Regions from separate parts of the Mus musculus genome. Here region 1 is linked to region 2. The links are chromatin contacts, called in public Micro-C maps. All regions are on one chromosome and are shown on one strand. Each heading gives the region's core, a stretch centred on a gene start, on an enhancer-like site or on the middle of the called end of the contact. The rest is flanking DNA. Distances are from core to core; before and after follow the strand shown.

Region 1 (3,767 bases), core at 546-3,045, 1.0 Mb before region 2:
TCCTGTTTGAAGTTCTGTTCCTAGATGGCTAAACATATGGAATTGGCTGTTGATGAGTTTTGTTGTTATGCAATGTGCCTCTTTCTTCCCATTAACATCCCTACTATAAAGTCTACCTTAGCTAATACCAATACGGCTACTCCAGCTCTTTATCAGATATGCTGAGTTCTCGTTTACTTGCAATAAAATTCACCAATTCTATGTGTCCAAATTCATACTGTTGTTATCGACCACCTTAGTCATGATATAAACCTTTTCTATCATTTTAAATAGTTTTTCTTTTGAAGTCAGTCCCCAGTCCTGAACCTTGGCATCTGGTGTATTTTCTGTCTTGAACTTAAACCTTTCTTACTCTGTTACATAAATGGATCAAAATAGTAAATAACGTCCTGGTGATTTGGCCTCTTTCATGAAGCATCGTATGTTCTCAAATTCATCCATGTTGTTCATTTCTGTCTTGTTATTGCTAAGTAGTATTCTGTTGTGTGGATATGCCATGTTTTCTTTAGCTATTTATCAATAGACTGGTTTTCCTCCAGTGTGGGGCCATTATATAAGCTGCTACTAATTTTGAGTGAAAGTTTAAAGAGAAAAATGTGTGTGTCTGGTTCCCCCCCCCCCCAATTGGGTAAATACTGTGCAGGACTGCGGGGGTCATATAGTAATACGTACATAACTTTTTGGTGGTGGTCTTGATCTTTCTTTCTTTAGTCAACAAGGTTTCTAATTGCTGCTGCTGGGATCAGCCCCAGCTGTTAGGAAGTTATGATTGGGTATTGAACACCGGACCAAGAGAAAAACTACAAGGCAGAACCTTGATGTGTGTAAGTAGGCGTATATGACCTTGGGGGACTGAACAGAGGTCACCTGTGTAAAGCCAGAAAATATGTCAGGGAAGTACCTAAGGGAACTTCTGATCTTAACCGTGGGAATTTAAAAGAATAGTTAAGACAATGACCTTTACAAATGTCAACTCATGAAATTATTAACCGACTCCAATCCCATGCAAATAACACTCGACATTCAAATAATATAAGACGTTCCGACATATTTAAATGGCAAAAATTACAGTTTAAGGGTGCAAATGATTACAAGACGAGTGTAATCTGGCATTCAGCTAATTGCTTTGCTACTTGTCTATACCGCATACCTCAGTATTGCTTTAAGGCTAAAGCGGCTCGAATTACCTGCCCACTCGGCTCCCCGTTGTAACTGAGACTAGTGGAGCAGCCTCAAGGAGCTGAGGGTGCACAGGTAACGGTCGCGTGGCCACAGAATCTGACATTTCAAATCGCCCTGCCCATCTGGGCCTCTACTGCCGAGGACAGGCCAGCTAGTCACAGGCACGCTTCTTAGGAGAAGGGGCTGGGCTCTGTTGGCAGCGCACGCTGCCGCCCTTGCCTCGGCCTTCACAGCCCTCCCTCTCCCCAGGCCCACGCCCGCGGCGATCCCCGAGCATCCTGCAGTTGCCCGGCAGGTATGCGCGGCGCGCGCGCACCAGGTCCGCCCGGGGACGCAGCGGGTGCGCGCGGGGACGCAGGGCGCGCGCAAGAACGCAAGCCATAGAGCCGCGGCGCCCCTCCGGTCCCACCCCCTCCTCCGCCGTCGCCCGCCAGGGATGCTCGCGTGCGGCCCTCCTCCCGTTTAAAGCCGCGGCTCCGAGGGGGGCGGCGAGCAGGAGCGACAGGGAGGGGGCCGCTGGCGTTCTGCAGAGGACTGGCCCGGGTTCGTCGGCTGCCGTCACCTGACTCGTCGCAGGCGCTCCAGCTGAGGTGGGGGCGGGGATGGGGACGCTGCGCCGAGCGCTAGAGAGACGCGGCGGCGCTGGCGGAGGCGGCGGCGGGTGGGGACCGCGGGGACCGCGGAGCTGAGACAGGGGCCGGGCCGGGGCTACAGGCATCGCGGCCCGGGGACACCAGGGCGGTGCGTGTCTGCACTCAGCTACCTCGCGCGGCGTCCGGGCTGCGGTGCTCCTGGGGCGGGGTGAGTACGCTGGGCCGCACGGGTCCCCTCCCCTGCTCCAGGACCCGGGGATTCGAGGGATAATCCTAGGGCGCGGAGAAGGGCAGAGGCGGCCGGGTGACAGCTCGGTGGCGCTTTAGCGGCCGGGCGGGGCCTGGGCTGTCCGCCCTCTGAGATCCGACTGGAGAAGGGTGAGGCGCATCGCGGCTCAGGGCGGCCCGACTATAGGGATGGAGGGCGAGGGAAGAGGAGTCGTTGCTGCCGCCGCAGCCCCAGGACAGAAAGGAGGTGGCCGCGGCCCTGCGGTGCTGTGGGAGACACGTTGCGGCTCGGGGCAGCGAAAGGTGCGCGCTTCTGGGCGCGGCGTCCGGGGTAACCCCGACGCGCACCGGGTCTCGCACCACCGAAAAGGGTTGCGCGGACAGTGCTGCTTGACAGGGGGCGAAGCCGGGATGTGGTGACCGCTTCAGGGTGTGGGAAAGCGGGACCGTGGCACGATGCAAGGACTACCCTGCGGGTGGCTGACAGCCCTGGACCTCGATGGACCAACTGGGCTTGGCGCGCCGCTGGTCCCAAGAGGCGGTGCCAGGGCGGGGTCGGCGGAGGAGAGAACCGCCGAGCGGAGGGAGCAGGCAAGGCCGGGCGCTCCAGCTAAGGCGGTGCGGGTGAAAGCCGGACCATCTCCTCTTATTTCCTGCAGAAGAGGAGGCGGTAGACGCGGCCGGTGAAGATGTCGGGCCAAACGCTCACGGATCGGATCGCCGCCGCTCAGTACAGCGTGACTGGCTCTGCTGTAGCAAGAGCAGTCTGCAAAGCCACCACTCATGAGGTGATGGGCCCCAAGAAGAAGCACCTGGACTGTAAGCATCCTTTTATATAAGCGGGACATGCGCGTGACCATAGGGGCTCAAAGGCCGGCGGCATGGCCTTGGCAGTCTGTAATACTGCCAGAAGCCTTGGGAACTGGCTCACCATCGAGTCGATCCTGAGATCCTGAGCTCCTGCCTCTGGCCTTGGAGGTGTCCCCTTGAATAGGCCCTGAAACCTTGTCTATCGAGCCGTTTTTTTCTTCTGATGACCTCCAAGAGCCTAGAGGAGGGAACACACACACACACACACACACACACACGGTTGCATAAAAGTGTACATTTGGGCTACATCCTTTTAATCATTTTTTTTCTCCACTCTCTGTTAGGTTAAAGGAAATGAGGGGTGGTAGGGTCACAATGGGGAGACAGAGAGATTGATGGGTGGGTGGATGGCCACTCTTGACACTAATTTCTTAAGAGCATTTTGGATAATCGTAAAATCCTGCTTTTTCCTCTGCTGCTACTCAGAATTTGTGTGTGAGTGTGGGGGAGTGCGCGCGTGTGTCATATGTCACTACACTGAGCCGAACTGAAATAAATCCAAGCTATTGAATGAGCAGATAATGGCGATTTCATTCTGAACATCTTGGCACACTTCCTTTGTCCTGTTCTCAGAAAATGCTGGGTGGGATAACTGGTCAGCTCACAAAATGAATGTCCTCTCCTCTTTAGAGGTGGTACAGTTTTAGATGAAAACATAATATTTAATACATAATATTTCCCATGATCATTGGCTCTCCGGAGAAAGCTTTATTCTGGTTGGGGAGCTGTATGTTTCTGAAGTTTTTCATGCTGTTAGTATAGTTAGTCTTTTGCTACTGGAGGGGAAAGTGATACTTAGAAAGACTTTAACCTGCTTTAGGCAGTGAGTATCCCCCAAGACTATCCCAAATAGTATTCTACAGTCTCTCTACATCTGTTTGACCTGCTTAGACT
Region 2 (4,067 bases), core at 1,568-4,067:
TGCAATATTTCCTCCATCATTTAGGTAGGTGAGGATGAAACTCATATTTATGAATAAAGTACTTTTCTCAAAAAAAAAAAAAAACTGAGGCAGCTTCCGTTGAATGTTATCTGTGCTACACCTTGAACTGAACTAATCCAAGTCCATGCTGCGACTTGAGAGAGAGGAAAAAAAAAAAAAAACAATCCCTCCGCAGGCATCGAGGAGTACCGAAAGGAATAGGGAAAATAAACATGTGCAGTTGTTCATGTCCTTACATTAACAGAACACACCGGGATTTTACATAACAAGGATCAAAGTCAATAGTGTCTACGGTGAAGTGTGGAAGTGGAGCAAGCCTAGTAAAGGGGAAAAAAAAACCCTTAAGTCTACACCTCATGCAGAGTCCTCCTTGACGGGTCCGGTTTCTCAGACATCCGAGTTGGAACTAAGATTTGTTAATCTGGGGTCCGCATTGATTTCGTATCTGTAATGATACCCTTCCATGTGATCCCTGCAGGCATCTCTGATGTTATGCATCCACTTTTTTATGCCTTTACGGTTCAAATACAAAACGAGGAGGAAAATAGCGCCTATCAGAGCTAAAACAATACCTAGGAAGACATAGGAAGTCTGCAGGGATTGGGGAAGGACAGCGTCACAGTCCAGGTCAGAGCTGTTGAGGTCTAAGAGGCCACGATTCCTCATTTTCTCCGGGAATGCGCAGGTAAGCCTGGCTTTATCTGGCACCACCTCTGTCTCTTTAAGCCAAGCCACCATGTCAGCCATGTAGCAGTCGCAAACCCAGGGATTGTTGTCCAGGAACACCTTGACATGAGCCAGGCCGTGCCACTCAGCCAAGGTGGAGTTGTGAAGGACCTTGAGGGCATTGTCCTCCAAGTGGAGGCTTTCGAGGTGTGTCAGGTTGCGGAAGGATGCGTAGGTCAGGCTCACCAGGGAATTGTTCCTGAGGTCCAGGTATCTGAGACTCGGCAGTTGGGCTAGTAAGTCCCGAGGCAGGAAAAGAAAGTGATTGCTGGCTAGCTCCAGGCGTGTAAGACCTCGGAGTGCAAGGCCTGAGCGCAGAGCTGCTGCCACCATGCCTTCGAAGGCCACCATACCCTCGAAGCTCCCGTTCTGCCTCTGATCCTCAGGGGGCACGATGTGATTCAGGATCAGCTCCTCCAGGGGGCTGGGGGCCGAGACGCTGGCGTTGCTGCCCGCAAAGGCGAAGGCGCTGAGGTTGGTGAGAGGGTTGTGGCTGAGGTCAAGCCGGCGCAGACCCGGCAGATGCTCGAAGGCACCTGCACACACTTCCTTCAGGTGGTTGCCGCTGAGGTTGAGCGCCTCCAGGTCGGCGAGCGGCGGCTGGCGGGCGAAGGCGCCCGCCGGGAGCACGGTCATCTGGTTGCCGGTAAGGAAAAGGTTGCGCACGTAAGGCGGTAGATCCGCCGGCACCTCCAGCAGGTTGCGGTTCACGCACTTAACCGTGCGCGCCGCCTCGGAGCACTCGCACGCCGCGGGGCATCTCTCGGCTGGCGGAGGCTGCGCAGACCCCGAGGCCAGGAAGGCTGCCGGGGAGGTGGAAGACGAGGGTACCGAAGAGCTGGGGGCCGACGCGGAGACCCAACCCAGCAGCACTAGCGCCAGCCTTGCCAACCTCAGCCGTCCGTCCCCGGCGGAGGGGCCCCGGGAGCCCGCCCCAGGCATCGCGGCTCGCGGTTCCCCGGAGCTGGGACAGCGCCCGCTCCGAAGACTCGACCGCCTGGGCCCGGCGGGCGCGAGCCGGCCGCAAGCGTCGACGGCAAACTTTCCTCGCGTGGGAGCAGAGGAGGGGACGCCAAAAGCTGGAACTTGGCTAACCCCGAGCCACCGGGCGTCCCCCTCCCGGAGCGGCACCCCGCCCTTCCCTCCAGTGAGTACGCACGGCGGGTCGGGACACGGGCCTTGGCGCTCCTCCTCCCGCCGCAGCTGGGGTGGGTGGCACCTCCTCAACTCCTTTGTTGGCGCCTCTCTCAGGGCAGGATCGGATGAGCGACCTGGGACAAGCGGGAGAGAAGCGTGAGGAGGAGTGACGGCCGCAGCTCCCCGAGTACGAACCAAGTAGTCCCCACACTAGCAACCCGGCCCAAGCTTCTGTGTGCGTCCTTCCTCCCTAGTGGGACGCGGTCCCCACTCCCAGGCGCTAAGCCTACCTCTTCCGGGCCCACACCATCAGGACCCGGGCCACCTCCCGCCTGGCTCCTGCCCGGATTGCCCTCCTCCCGCCTAGAACTTCACGCAGACCCCGCGGTGTCCAGCGAGCAAACTTCTCCTTTTTCCGGATCCCAGCTCCTACCGCCCCGGCCGACCACCTGCCTTCCGGGGTCCCCGCCCCCGCCGCTCCTCCCCCTCCCACCTTGGGATGAGAGCGAAGTTTCGGGTTACGGGACTCTTAAGAGCTTTTTTTTTTTTTTGGTACCTCCTTGGATTAGTGTGAAAAGGGGAGCAGAGCCGTACAGCTGTCGCCTACTCTCGACTCCCCAGTTCCTGGCCACCCAGCTCCCCGATCCCGAGAGGATCCAGACATCTCCAGAAAAACGGAGGGAACCCGCCAACAAAGCGGCCGTGGGACCGTGGGCGGTGTGGCAGCCAGGACCCCCCCCCCCCCGGCTCTCTTCACGCCCTAGTATAGAAAGGAACCCTGGTCCCGCCTCCAGGCTCCAAACCTGGCCGCTCGGTCCCCACTGCTCACCTCCGCACCCCGCGCCTGCAAAGCCAACTCCGAGGGCCACCCGAGTCCACGCGCCTTCCCAGCTCCTGCTGCGGGCGCCGACTCTCCTCTCAACCCCAGCCCCTGGCCCAACCTCCACGGCTGGGAAAAACCAAGCCGGGGGGCGGGGGAGGGCCAGGGCTGCAGGAGAGATCGCCGCCGCGCTGGCCACCTCTGCTGCCCCAGGTAGGGGCTTCAGGGAGGGATACGAGGGGCAACCTAGGCTGGGCGACTCCCCTAGGCGGAGATAAATGAGCAACGCATCCCGAGAAGGTGAGGGATTCCCCTTCTGTTCCCCCTCCCCGGCATCCTTTGGTGGTTCCGTATTTTGCATAGCGTATTTACCTCGGACAGAAACAAAACCGCTGGTGGACCTCTTGGAATTCACGCTGCTTCTGGCACCGCTGGCAGTGAGGAGAGGGATTTAAGCGTGAGCAAAGCAGCAGTAGAAGAAGGAGCTGCACAGGTTACATCCGCCGCGGCAAACGCCTGGGTTGTGAGGGAGATTCAGAAAGTCTCCTCTCTCGTGGCTCGGTTTGGCTGGCAACTTCAGTTTATGAGGTAGTTAGTTAATGCCTTCCTACCTGTGCCGCCCCCGCACGTCTAGGGTAGTTATCAAACTTGTAAAGACAGTCAACTTTAAAGTGGGGGAGGGTTACTGGAAAGGACACTCATTCTTGATTCATTATGGGTGGTTTTTTCCCCCCTCCTCTCAAAATTAAAACCAGAGGGAAGAAAATTGCAGCTAAAACACCCCAGAAACAAAAGCAAATTGCAAAGACGTGAGTCACCCGGAAAGCTCCCTACACCAGATGCGGTGCGTTGTGTCAGCACAAGTCACTTACGCAGGGAGCGCTCGCGGCGGGAGGTGGGCGGGCTGACCTGGGAAAGAAGTTTGTCCCAAAGTCTGTCTCCCAGGGGGCGCTGGCAGGCGCCGGATGATGGATTAGGGAAACGACTGGAATGCTTATAGGACCAATGTCATTAAGTCTGGAGAGAGTTGGAGTCCCGAACGCCCTCTCATTGCTCTCTCAAAAAGTCTTATCTGCTTTTCCTCAGTCAAATTTTCCCCAAGTTAAAAGGTGTGGGTGATTACAGACTATTTCATTTTAGAGAGAGAAACGATAGGAGAGATAAGGCTGGGAAAAAGAAGACCCAGTATAATAAAAGTATCAAGTTAAGGAAGCCGGGGATTGTTCCCCACAACATGCATCATGACTGTGGCGGTCCAATTCTGAGTCTATGGCTGTTTCTTTCTGTGGAAAGATAGTCCACAGAAACACCAGCCAAAATGGCCCAGGAAAAAAAGCTGCAGAGCCTGGAGACTGCAGAGATT

The links. Hi-C and Micro-C count contacts between places; a contact is called where the count stands out from the background.
Region 1: a Micro-C map of embryonic stem cells shows a contact between it and region 2, with 5 times the contacts expected there. The contact joins the promoter of Snap91 here to the promoter of Tpbg in region 2. A contact is called at or near these places in 2 of 39 promoter capture datasets (cranial neural crest and embryonic stem cells), 2 of 484 Hi-C or Micro-C datasets (both in embryonic stem cells), 1 of 115 datasets of contacts at active chromatin or transcription factors (astrocytes) and 1 of 9 other capture datasets (liver).

What each region holds. Positions count from the first base shown.
Region 1 is chr9:86,878,477-86,882,243 of GRCm38.p6, reverse strand. Snap91 (synaptosomal-associated protein 91) reads left to right here and starts at 1,795. Exons shown (of 30, transcript NM_013669.2): 1 at 1,795-1,983; 2 at 2,663-2,822. The coding sequence starts at 2,693.
Region 2 is chr9:85,841,602-85,845,668 of GRCm38.p6, reverse strand. Tpbg (trophoblast glycoprotein) reads right to left here and starts at 2,817. Exons shown (of 2, transcript NM_001164792.1): 1 at 2,714-2,817; 2 at 1-2,018. The coding sequence starts at 1,689. The coding sequence ends at 409. It overlaps LOC115487186 (a long non-coding RNA gene), which reads left to right and starts at 1,989. Exons shown (of 2, transcript XR_003948199.1): 1 at 1,989-2,071; 2 at 2,454-4,067.